Regions from separate parts of the Mus musculus genome. Here regions 2 and 3 are each linked to region 1. A link is a contact called in public HiChIP or PLAC-seq and promoter capture Hi-C data. All regions are on one chromosome and are shown on one strand. Each heading gives the region's core, a stretch centred on a gene start, on an enhancer-like site or on the middle of the called end of the contact. The rest is flanking DNA. Distances are from core to core; before and after follow the strand shown.

The links. Promoter capture Hi-C pulls out the DNA fragments that hold promoters and counts their contacts. HiChIP or PLAC-seq counts read pairs in DNA pulled down with a chosen protein or histone mark.
Region 2: an HNF4G HiChIP or PLAC-seq map of pancreatic cancer cells shows a contact between it and region 1. The contact joins two enhancer-like sites. A contact is called at or near these places in 2 of 115 datasets of contacts at active chromatin or transcription factors (embryonic stem cells and pancreatic cancer cells) and 1 of 9 other capture datasets (pancreatic islet).
Region 3: a promoter capture Hi-C map of liver shows a contact between it and region 1, with 2.8 times the contacts expected there. The contact joins two enhancer-like sites. A contact is called at or near these places in 1 of 39 promoter capture datasets (liver), 1 of 484 Hi-C or Micro-C datasets (granulocyte-monocyte progenitors) and 1 of 115 datasets of contacts at active chromatin or transcription factors (pancreatic cancer cells).

Annotation. Positions count from the first base shown.
Region 1 is chr11:101,697,786-101,702,129 of GRCm38.p6, reverse strand. No RefSeq gene overlaps it. Among named protein-coding and RNA genes, the nearest start is that of Gm39391, 3.7 kb to the right of the region's middle. Within about 2 kb of position 1,324, at least 120 of the 459 cell types and tissues checked have an H3K27ac peak or open chromatin away from gene starts, as enhancers often do. A contact at or near this core is called in liver and pancreatic cancer cells, where this site is marked.
Region 2 is chr11:101,541,556-101,545,645 of GRCm38.p6, reverse strand. The region is part of intron 2 of Brca1 (breast cancer 1, early onset); the gene reads left to right. Among named protein-coding and RNA genes, the nearest start is that of Brca1, 8.4 kb to the left of the region's middle. Within about 2 kb of position 2,180, at least 66 of the 459 cell types and tissues checked have an H3K27ac peak or open chromatin away from gene starts, as enhancers often do. A contact at or near this core is called in pancreatic cancer cells, where this site is marked.
Region 3 is chr11:101,877,008-101,880,967 of GRCm38.p6, reverse strand. Meox1 (mesenchyme homeobox 1) reads left to right here. Exons shown (of 3, transcript NM_010791.3): 2 at 1,532-1,707; 3 at 2,239-3,458. The coding sequence ends at 2,361. Among named protein-coding and RNA genes, the nearest start is that of Meox1, 15 kb to the left of the region's middle. Within about 2 kb of position 1,702, at least 30 of the 459 cell types and tissues checked have an H3K27ac peak or open chromatin away from gene starts, as enhancers often do. A contact at or near this core is called in liver, where this site is marked.

The sequences.
Region 1 (4,344 bases), core at 75-2,574:
CAGCATTCACTATTCACAATAGTCAAAAGGTGGAAACAACCCAAATGTCCAGCAGCTGAGTGAATAAATAACATTGTAAATGATGCTATTGTTCAGCAATGAGAAAAGAATGAGAAATAATACATTACATGCTGCAACACAATGCAGCTCTTCCTCCCTTCCTCCCTTCCTCCCTGGCTCTCTCTCTCTCTCTCTCTCTCTCTCTCTCTCTCTCTCTCTGAGATAGAGTCTCTGTAGTCCTGGCTGTCCTATGTAAACCAAGCTGGCCTGGAACTCCGAGAGATCTTCCTGCCTCTGCCTCCTGAGTGCTGAGATTAAAGACATGCACCACCAAGCCGGCTCACTCTGCATCTTGAAAACATTATGCTAAGTGAAATAAACCAGACACAAAGTGTCGTACATTGTGGGATTTTATTATTATGAAATACCAAACAAACAAACAACAGCAACAAACCAAACAAACAAGCAAATACTGCCATTATCCCACCAATTAGACCCCGAGTGTTTCTGAGCTAAGCACCTTCCTGGCTCAGCCTCCTGATGTCTGGAATTAGAGGTACACGTCTCCAGAAACTGTACACTGGAAGAGAGTGAATTCAGGGGCCAGCCAGATGGCTCAGTGGGTGAAGGCACCTGCTGTCCAGCTATACAGTCTCGACACGATCCCCGGGACCCACAGTGTGGAAGGAGAGAACTGATTCCTGTAAGCTGTCCTCTAACCATGGCACACACACCATGTCTTCCCAGACCCCCCCCACACACAGAGAGAGATTTAATTCTTTAAAAAAAGGAAGACAGTAAATGTTAGAATATGAGAGTTATATATTCACAAAATAATTTATAAAAATACATACACAAAACAAATTATTGATTACTGTCTGTTAATGTACAAATAAAAGGGTGAGAAGGGTTGGGAATGTAGTTCATTTGCTAAAGTAACTGCCTGGCATGCATATAAACTGGGCATGGTAGCATGTGGCTGTAATCTCAGCTCTCAGGAGAAGGAAGCAGGAGGATCAGGAATTGGAGGCCAGCCTGGATGACACAGTAAGACTGGGTCTCAAAAACAAACCAAAACAAACATCAAGTATTGAGTCTGGAGGGTGGCAACAGGTTCTCACCTGTCATGTGTCACTGAATGTGCCTCAGACACCACGTGTTTAGTGGAACCCCCACCCCCACCCCCAAGAGGTCTTGAAAAACCTTTGACGCCTGGCAACCATCCTCAGACATACTATTGTAGTTAGTCTGTGGTGCAGTGTGGGTACCACACGTTCCCAGGTTGATTCAACACTCGGCAAAATCTGAGCCCTCCGGACTGAGCAAATGGTCGATGAACAACTGTTCTGAGAGCCAAAAGACGAAGCCAGCCAGCTCTGCTCTGACCTCACAGCTATCAGGCCAGATCAGTTCTTGGCAAAGTAAACAAAGCTACAGTCCTTCCCGCTGTTCCCCAAGCCAGACAAACAAACCAGAACGTTCTCTCCCGTTCCTTAAGGGCCACTGCTCTCTCCGTAAACATGTGGTTGATGAGCCATCGCAGCTCTGATGGGGGATGTTCTGCAACGTGTGACCTCCTCCTTTTGCCCCACACTGTCTTGCTGCCTCCGTTTGTCACTAAGGGAGTGACTAAGGAGGAAGCATGCCACTTAACAAACAGATGCCTGCAGGCTTCCGGGCTTCCCTCCCAGGACATTTGTGTTTTCAAAGACCCAAACGGCTACTCTGAGGCACATGTCACCAATTACGGAATCCTAGGGAATAAAGCCCTCTGATGGCTCACTCCTATAACACCTGCAATCCGAAAGCCGAGGGAGAGGACTGCTTCACGTCGTAGACTAGCCTCAGAGTCCAGTAGTGAGTTCCAGGCCTGCCAGGGCTACATAGCATAACCTTGTCTCAAAAAACTGGGCCACTAGTATGGTTTCGTTTGCAAAGACACTTGCCAAACCTGAGGAGCTGAGCTCAATGCCAGGGACCCACATGGTGGAACGAAAGAGCCAACTTCTGCAAGCTGTCCTCAGACTTCATACCTACCCACAAATTGAGTAAATAAATGTAATTTTTTTCTTTTTGTTGTTGTTGTTGTCTTGTTTGTTTCTTGGGAGTATTTCTCTGTGTAGCCTTCTGTCCTGGAACTCACTCTGTAGACTAGGCTGGTCTCAGTCTCAGAGATCAGTGTGCCCCTGCCCCTCTGCCCCTCTGCCCCTCTGCCCCTGCCTAGCACTGGGATTAAAGGCCTGCACCACCACAGCCTGGCATACCCACTCATGATCCCAACTAGGAACTAGATGAGTGTTTCCCCACAGGGGCATCAAGGACATTTGGAGTGAGGTAATTTGTTGTTCTGGTCCATCCTTCCCTCCAATTGCTAAATCCCTGTAGTAGTTAGTAACCAGGAGGCAGGATTCCAAAACTAACCTCATCTGAATACTGCTGTGATAAATATTTTTTTTCTTCTTAGTCTTTTGTTGTTGTTATGTGTTGGTTGGGAGAGAAATGAATATCCTATTCTTTTTTTTTCTCTGTGAACCTTTTCACGATAGTAAGTAGCCTGTGTCTCTTTTTTCCACAGCGAACGCCCTATAGAACAGTGTACAACTTTACTCCACCGGGAGCTGAGTGTACCTGAGCACCCAGAATCCTCCTCACACTGCTACTCTGATACCTGGGGCTCAGCGGCATGGACTAAAGGGGGTGCTGAATCTTCTGCTTTTTGTTCTTGGTTTGTAGGAGAGAAAGATTGCTTGCGTGCATGCGTGTGTGTGAGTATGTGTGTGTGTGTGTGCGCTGGCACGAGTTTGTGCTTTGTTTGCAGTTATTGGGTCAAACCTACAGAGTCTTATGCATGTGTAGCGAGTGTTCCACCCATAAACTGCAGCCCTGACCTCTCCAGTTTTCATGAACTGGAATAATACAGATAAGAAGCTATATATGGTAGAGTTACATCCAGCAACCTCAGAAGCACAAGAGTTTTCTGTCTCTCATGTAATCCTAAAAAACAAGCAGAGGGCGTCAGGCAGGGGGAAAGGCAGGAATGCCTTCAACCAGGAGGAAAAGAAGGTGATACCAAAAATGTTGCAAAGTTATCTCTCAAATACTGCAAAAACAAACAAACAAACAAACAAACAAACAAATAATCATTCCCTAATCCTGATAATCTGACTTTTATCCTCAGAACCCAAAGGTAGAAGAGCAACTACCACAAATTGTCTTCTGACTTCTGCATGCTTACATACATTCACAAAGATAGACAGAGTTTTAAAATGTAAAACTATTTTTCTGTTTCTTTCTTTCTCTCTTTCTTTTCGGTCTGTCTGTCTGTCTGTCTGTCTTTGTTTCTCTCTTTCTTTGGACAGGGGTTCTCTGTGTATCCTGGCATTCACTATATAGACCAGGTTGGCCTTGAACTCACAGAGATCCACCAGCCACTGCCTCCTGAGTGAACCACCACAGCCAGTATGCTTCTTGGGGGGTGGGGGGGGAGATTAAAAAAAATTTTTTTTGAAAGACATATTTTTTATGTGTATGAACGATTACCTGCGTGCATGTATACCAGATGTCAGAGAAACTGGAAACTGGAGTTATATAGACAGTTGTGAGCTGCCATATGGGGCTGGAAACTGGAGTTACAGACAGTTGTGAGCTGCCATGTGGATGCTGGGAAACCAACCCAGGTTCTCTGGAAGAGCAGAAAGTGCTCTTAACTGATGAGCCATCTCTCCAGCTCCTTAGTTTTTATTCTAAGTTATTTGAACTGTAGGTGTGTCTACTTAGTGTATGTGCACATGAGTGTAAGATGCCCACAGCAGCCAGTAGAGGGCATCAGAGCAAGTTACAAGCCATTGGAAGCTGCCTGATGATATGGCTCCTGAGAACCAAGCTCTGATTCTCTGCATAAGCACTTACATGCTCTTAACCACTGAACAATCTCTCCAGTCCCTTAAAAAAAAAAAATGAGCCTTATGACCCAGGCTGTCATTGAACTTAATACATAGCCAAGGATGACCCTGGACTGCTATCCTTCTGCCTCTACCTCCCCAGTAACAGGATTGTAGTCACACACCACCATGCGGTACAAAGGTTTGAACCCAGGGCCTCATGCATGCTAGACAAGCTCTTACCAGCCAAGCTACATTCCCAGCCCATGAAGGGCCGTTTAAAGGTCTGCTCTATCTTGGGAAGGTTTTAATCTTAAACAATCACTCTTCGAGTATCTTACATGTTTAGCTAACGTGCAAGCTTGCTGGGTTTGGGTGTTTGGTTTTTAAAATAATGGTGCCGTGTATCCTTCATGCAAATACCTCTGCTTTGGTTTTAATTGTTCAGATAGTTCTCGGCAAT
Region 2 (4,090 bases), core at 931-3,430, 160 kb after region 1:
TGTGTGTGTGTGTGTTTGATTTGTTTTGTTTTCCAGTTCCTGGGATTGAACTGAGGGCCTCTTCATGGTCGGCTGCGTTACACGTACAGTCCCAACCTACCTGGGTGAATTTTAGTTATGTGAAGCTTCTTCCTCTGTATGTTAATAGGAAACGAATCCTATAGGCACACTCTACTGCTGAGTTACACGTGCAGCCCATGCAGTTAGTTCTTAATGATAACTGATTAGAACTAAAAACTGTTACTTGGAGCTTTTATCGCTGCTATTGGGAGACAGATCCAAGGAGATTTCTGAATTGGAGGTCAGCCTGGTTTATGTAGCAAATTTCTGGACAGCCAGGGCTACATAAAGATCCTGTCTAAAACCAAAATAAAAATAAATACATATCTACCTACCTACCTAGAAAAAAATAAAACAAAAGTTATTCCTTGGGGTGGGTGCAGGATAAGGCGCTCAGTCCTCAGATCTCCTGCACTGAGATTCCTTCTGTCCCTCAATTATGAGTGGCAGCTTTGTTTTTATTCTCAAGGTGGGGTCTTGTGATGTTCAGAGTGGTCTCCAAGTCCCATGTTCATGTCGTCTTCCTATCTCGGCCTCCCAAGTATCTGGAACTGCCAATATGCACTACTATACCTGACTCTGTGGCAGGCCCTTGTGGTGTTTGCTAGTCCTTGATGTGTGTGTATCCATGTGGGGGAAGTTGTTTTGTTTTGTCTTGCTTTTTGCTTGTTTGTTTGTCCCCCCCACCCCCTCCCCACACATACACAGGCTTTCTCTCTGTGTAGCCCTAGCTGTCTTGGAACTGGCCCTGTAGACATGATTGACCTTGAACTCACAGATCTACCTGCTTCTGCCTGTTTTGTTTGTTGGTGTTAAAAGCCTAGGTCAGGACTGGCTGGCCGGCTCTTTTTACAAAAATTAAATGTGACTGTAATATTTTTTAAGTGCTGAAATGGGTACCTAGTAGTTCTGGTTTTTTTTTTCCCCCCAAATCCAAATCTAAATGCTGTTCCCAGTGACTCATCCTGTTAAAACTCAAAAGTACAGATACGCAGTAGGCTGAAAATACTGTGTGGCACGAAAAGTGTTTAAAACATTTGAATTTTGTAGTAAACATTTACTCTTATCAGAAGCTAGAAGAGAAACATTTTAATTTTTTTTTCCATTTTCATTCCTATTCATCTCCAAGCTCTTCCTACAACAGTCACTACCTTTTTACATATGGGAGTTTTCATCTGTTCAGAGTTGGTGTTTACAGTGTGTTTATATAGCTTGGATCATAATTACCATACTGAAATATAATTATTTCAGAATTGAGTCAGTGGTGAGAATGAAAGCCATCTGGTATCATGACTCAATCCAATTTCTCTTTTACTAAGAACTTCCTTTGGTGTCTAGCCTGTCTCAGAAGCAGTAACAGAGCAGTCTCCTCTGTGGACATTGGATTCTCACAGTGACCCCAGAAGACTGCCAAGGGGGACTAAGTTCAGGTAGACAGCTTGGCTCGAGGTTGTTCTGCTCCTGTAGACAGAGCTGGTAGTAGGAGCCAGCCTTCAGGCTTAGTCAGGTGTGGTCGTTGCCCTCTGCACCGTCAGGACCCCTCTGACCACAAGTCCTACATTACTAAGCCCCTTTGGGCGGGCTTTTCCCTCCCAGCCTTTCCCGTGATCCTGTTCTACATGTAACAAAAGGACTGTGTTTCTCTCACACTAGCAAGTCATCTCTTTAGTGTCTTACATGGCCGTTACCGCTAGAACTCAGTGTCTGTATCGCACACAGAATAAAGTAAAGACAATAGATGAGTTTCCTGCCTGCCTGGGCTCCCAGCTACCTCTGTCCTCTACTGCAGGCCTCCATGATGCCCTCTCAGAGTGGCTGGCATGCGCTACCACCAGGCACAGTCCTGCTCAGCTTCACTTCTCCGCTGTGCTGTCTCTGCTCGTCTCCAGTGATTGCAGTTTGTCCCTTATGACTCAGCTGTCCTCTGCCGTCACTTCCTTGTTTGTGTATTTTTTGTGCCGTTCTATATAGACCTGCTCATGTGCACTGCGCTGTGTCCTTTTGTCCTATTTAGTTTTTCCTTCTAGCACATTTCTTCCTTCTAGATGATAAGTTTGTGCAGCTCATTTTCCTATTTTATTTGTGCAAATGCTTGAACTTGTCCTACTCAGTTTTAAAAAGTCAAGTCAATCCCAATCCATGCCAACACAGCGCTGTGAGGTGGGCTGTCAAGATGGCTCAGCAGGTAAAGGCACTTACCACCTGACAGCCTGCGTTTGATCCTTAGGACGCACAGATTGTTCTCTGGCTTCCACATGTGCACCGTGGCAAGTGCACACACTCACACATCGCCCAGTACATACACAGTACAAAAGTACATTCTTTTAAGTACTGTGAGGCAATCAAAAATATATACACTAGGCTTCACATAACCATGGCTAGGGTACATACACTCCAAGATCTCTAAAGGGTGTCTTGTAACCTCAGATAATACTGAACCCTGCATACACTATGGTGTTTTCCCCTCCCCCTCTCTCAATGCATACATACCTTTGATGAACTTTTACCTTTTCATTTAAAGGAGCATTTTATGCCCTTGCTGTGGTATGTCTAAATTGCCAGCTTGATATGGTGGCATATACCTAGAATACCAGGATTTCAGAACTGAGTCATGAGGGTCTGTGAGTTCAAAGCCAGCCTGAGTTACATAGTGACACAGAATCTGTGGGGTGGGGTGGAGTGGGGTGACTGGCATCATTGCTTGTTAGCTCTGGGGCCATAGTAAGTCGAATTTAATGTTACTCGAACACAGACACTTTTATAGCCTAGCACCCGATTTCGTGGCAAACTTCTACTGATCTGTTAGCAGTTATGAGTACAGCCTGGATACACTGGACTAAAGCAGAGCTAGGCTGGGTTTAGTACCCAGTAACACATAAAGGTGTTTAACACTGCACAAAGGGATGATGATTCAGATTCTGGGGGGATGGAGTAATACTGACTAAAAATCTTCTACATTTAAAAACTCATGGATGTGCCAGTGGGATGGCTCACTGGCCAATGCACCTAAGGCACAAGCCTGGTGACCTTAGTTGGTAACACTCATAGCCAATTAAAAGGCAAGCAAGTAAAAACTTACAATGGGCTGGAGAGGTAACTTAGTGGTTAAAAGCACTTGCTGCTCTTTCAGAGGACGCAGGTTCAGTTTCTAGCACCTTCATCAGGTTGCTCACAACAGCCTGTAGTTTCAGGGAATCTGACACCCTCTTCTGGCTCCCAAGGACATTGCATAAATGTGGTGCCCACTATACCCACAGGCACAAGTCCTCACAAAAGTCAGTCTTTTTCTTTTCTTTTCTTTTTTAAATTATAACTGAGGGAAAGCTTGCTATAAAGCAAACCTTTCGGGGGACTGGAGTGATGACTCAACAGTTAAGAGCACTGAATGCTCTTCCAAAAGGTCCTGAGTTCAAATCCCAGCAACTACATGGTAGCTCACAAGCATCCGTAACAAGATCTGATGCCCTCTTCTGGTGTGTCTGAAGACAGCTACAATGTACTTACATACGATAAAATAAATACATCTTTAAAAAAGCAAACCTTTCTGTCTTTTTTTTTTTATGGGTTTTGTGTGTGTGTGTCTGTCCATATCAAGGTATGTCACATGTGTTTAGGTTCCTAGATAGCCCAGGAAAATGTATCAGGTCCTCTAGAATATAGCTCCTGACAGTTGTGAGCTACATGATGTGAGTGCTGGGGACTGGTCAGGTCCTCTGCAGGACTAGCAAGTGCTCTTGACTGCTGAGCCATCTCCCATCTTTTCAGCCACTGGTTTGACTGGGGATGGAGGGTTCTGGAGGGTGGCCTTGAACTTTCAGTATGTCCAGGATGACCCAAATTCATTCTCCTTCTTCTATTTCTCAAGTTCTGGAATTGTGGGACTACACTACCACACTAAGGACAATTTGTGTGTGTGTGTGTGTGTGTGTGTGTGTGTGTGTGTGTGTTTGTGGAGTTTAGTTAAGATTCAGGATATGCGTTGGAAATGATGCCTGACAGTGAAAATAACCAATGTGAGAGAAATATCAGT
Region 3 (3,960 bases), core at 453-2,952, 180 kb before region 1:
AAAATGTGGTCAATGCTGAAACCACTTGGTTGGAGTGCTGTGGCGAGGAAGAAGTAAATGCCGGTGCAGACACTGTTTGCTGGCCCTGTCGTGGGTTAGGACTGAGCCCCTGTGTCTAACAGAAGCCCAGTCCTCAGGCTTCCGGAAGGTTCTCCAGATTTGGCCTCCTGGGGCCGACTTCAGTGTGAGTGACCAGCTTCCCTGACGTGGTGATGCAGCTGGGGTCCAGGGAACAGTCCAGTGACCCGGTCTTAAAGCAGTGCTGTATAAACTTGACCAGAATGATCCAGAATGATCATCAGGAGGGCTTGTCTAAACAGGTTGTTGCGGGGCTGGGGCTGTGTTGCTTCTGTTGATAAAGAGCCAGTTGTGCAAGCATGAGGACCTGAGCCCAAGCCCCGGAACACATGTTTAAAAACACAATTCTGGACATGGTGGTAAATGCCTGGAATCTGAGGAATGAGCAAGTAGAGACAGGAGGGTCCCTGGGCATACTGGTCAACCCGTCTAGCCAAACCGGCCAGCTCCGGGTTCAGTGAAGGACCTAGTCTCAAAAACTAAGGTAGAGAAACCATTGAAATGGCTCAGTGGGCAAAGACTCTTACTGAAGAACCTAACACACTGAGTTCAGTCTCTGGAACCTTACAGCAAATGGAGAGAACCAACTCTCAGAAGCTGTCCTCCCCACTACATACATACAAACATACAAACATACATACATACAAACATACATACATACATACATACATACATACATACATACATACATTATTTAAGACCTAAGTTAGAGGGTGACACAGAAAGACAGCCAATGCTGACATCTGGCTGCCACACATGCACACACACACATATGTGCACATACACATATATGCACATACACACAAATAATGTGCACACACATACACACGCACACAGGTGAGCACACACACACACATGCACACACACAAGTGTTGATTTTCCCATCCTACTCCAGTGAGTTTGTGACTCAGCAGTGATTTCTATCTACTTCACACAAGTTTTCAGTCGAAGCTCACGCTGGGAGCACACCCTCTTTCCTGGTCTCACAGTGCTAAATGCCTTCCCCAGACCAGGCATGGGGCCCAGGGCCAGAATACCAAAATACCCAAAATACCCTGGCAAGGCTGGAGGGTATCCTCAGCCACACCTCCCTTCCTAGGAACTTTGTTTGTCTTGAAGTGTGGAGACCCCTGAGCTGCAGGCTACTGAGGCCTTCCCAGAGTCAGGCTGGGACTACAGACGTTAAACAGCCAAGCAGTGCTTTGCCTGCCTCAGGAAGTGAAAATCTAACGAGGGGAACGGAAGTGAGCAGAGTACACTTGAGACTGGGACCATCTTAGGGACAAGATGCTGGAAGGAATGAGGGATGCCAGGGCTTCTCAGTGTAATTTAAAAGCGAGACAGACGAGGAAATGCTGCCCAACTGTTTACAAACTAATGGATGGATGAGAATGAGCCCTCTCATGTCATGAGCTCACTATGTCTCCCCCATGTGGGGGTCTTCTTTTCACAGACAACCAGGAGAACGGAGGAGGGAAGCCAGAAGGCAGCAGCAAAGCCCGGAAGGAGAGGACAGCCTTCACCAAGGAGCAGCTACGGGAGCTGGAGGCAGAGTTTGCCCACCACAACTACCTGACCCGGCTCCGGAGATATGAGATTGCAGTCAACCTGGACCTTTCTGAGCGGCAGGTGGGGCCTGGGTGCTTGCGCTGCTGTCTTCTCGCCTCCCTTCCCAGTCACCCCTGCCTGCCCCCCCCCCCTTTACCCAGCCACAGCGGTACCGAAGACCACCCCATGGAGAGTTATCAGAATTCCACCGATGGAGAATCTGTAATTGATCTGGGAGGGAGCCCAGTTTTCCAACGGTCCCCCGGGGTACTTCTCATGTGAACAAGAACTGGGACATGTGTGGTCTGATTTCCCTCAAACTTGAATCAGCATTTGCCTCAGAGTCACCAAGGCAATTGTTTACATGGGAATTGTGCAAGCCCTGTTGTCAAGGAGACAGGGCATGTAAGGGGGGTGGGGGAAGCCCAGAGTAATTGTCAGAGACTTTCCACCTCTGCCCACATCCAGAGAGTAGGCAGGCCTTAGTGCGGACCTGTGTGGTCCCTGGATCCTTATGGGGTATCAACAAGTGAGGGTTCCAGATCTTGAGCAACGTGGCGAGGGGGTGACCCTAACCCTGGAGAGACCTGATCCTTTTGCTTCCTCTTTCAGGTCAAAGTCTGGTTCCAGAACCGGAGGATGAAGTGGAAACGTGTGAAGGGGGGTCAGCCTGTGTCCCCACAGGAGCAGGACCGAGAGGATGGGGACTCTGCAGCTTCTCCAAGTTCAGAGTGAGATGCTCCAAAGACCAAAACCAAGAAAGACTGAAGGAACCCCCTCTCCAGTTCCCACCACCCGGTCCCACCCTCTCACATCTCTGGACCCACCCAGGGCAGCCTGCACACACTCTAAGGTGTGAAGTTGCCCAGTATGTGGGAGCCTTGAATTTCCCAGAAGGCTTAGCTCAGCGTCCTTACATCTCAGCAGCCCCTTCCCCAGGCCTTCAACTTCCCACTCTCTCTTGAACTCCAAAGGACTGGGAAACTATAGAAACAGAGCCTGGGGCCCTCTTTTCTGGGTCTCTTGGCTACTACCCACACCTAGCATCCCCCTCTTACATCAGGGTCTCCTCTGGGTCTGGCCCCATCTGGCCTATGCAGAATCCATTCCTTGGTACCAGCTGGTGACTTGTAAAAGCAAACCTCTCTCCAGATGTTCACACCGTTGAGTTGAAGGTTAGGAAGTGGCTCCTGTGTCTAAGGACGGAGAGGATAGCACAAGAGCTGATGGATGAGGACTGAGATACGTGGACCTTGGAAGTAGAACGTTCTCAGGCTGCAGCGTCTTGTGTTCTCCAAGGACTCTGACTGCAGATAAGGACAGGAAAACAACCCATCTTCCTCCATGGGATGCATTTGGACCTATCCTGCGTGTTCCGGAAAAAGCTTTGTGGGAAGACCTCCCAGGTTCACACACATGCGCAGCTCAGATCTCAGACCCAACTTCTGAGGATGCTCCTGTGAGGACTGGTGGGAAAACAGCCTCAGGCAACAGTCTCCTTGGAAGAGACCCCTGTGTGCCTCAGTATTAGATGGTGGATCTCCCAGATCCTGCTGATGTTGCAGAAGGAGGGTCAGCAAGTATTTGAATTTCTTGCATGGAGATCTGATTGTGAGTGTTTAAAAATAACCCCAGTTCCCTTCCCCACCCCATCAAGACAGAAGCTGTGGAAAATGATTGTCAAATGAGATGGCAAGTTAGAGCATGTATCAGTTTTCCCCTACAGCATATTTCATATGTTTTTTTTTCCTAAGATTACATCAAGCTAATTGTGCAAGGTCAATTCACTTTGTAAGAAAACTCTCAGAGAAATAAATCAACAAAAAAATGCAGTTTCCAGCCTTTTTCCTTATAGATTTCAGAGTCATGGCTCTCATGTGTAATGCTGACGCTCGTCTAATGATTATCCAGACAATGTCTAGAAGGAAAGAGAGAAAGGAGGGAAGTCACCTAGACCAAAGCGCCCTCTCACAGGTTCTTCAGGAGATGGGTATGGGGCTGGAGAGATGGCTCAGTGGCTAGGATGTTCTCAGCAGGGACATCAGCGCACAACTGCCTGTAACTCCAACATCAGGGGGATCTGACATCCTCTTGTGGTTCTATGGGCATAGCACCCAAATGTGCATACAGATTTTCTCTCTCCCTCTCTCTCCTTCTCCCCCCCCCTCTCTCTCTGTGTCTCCCACACACACACTTAAAACTTGGGACTGAGGCAAGAAGCTCAGTGGATGAAGTGCTAGCATACTTAGTGAGTTTCTGGTTAGTGAGAGACTTTGTTGCAAAAGTGTGTACGCGCGCACACACACACACACACACACACACACACACACACAC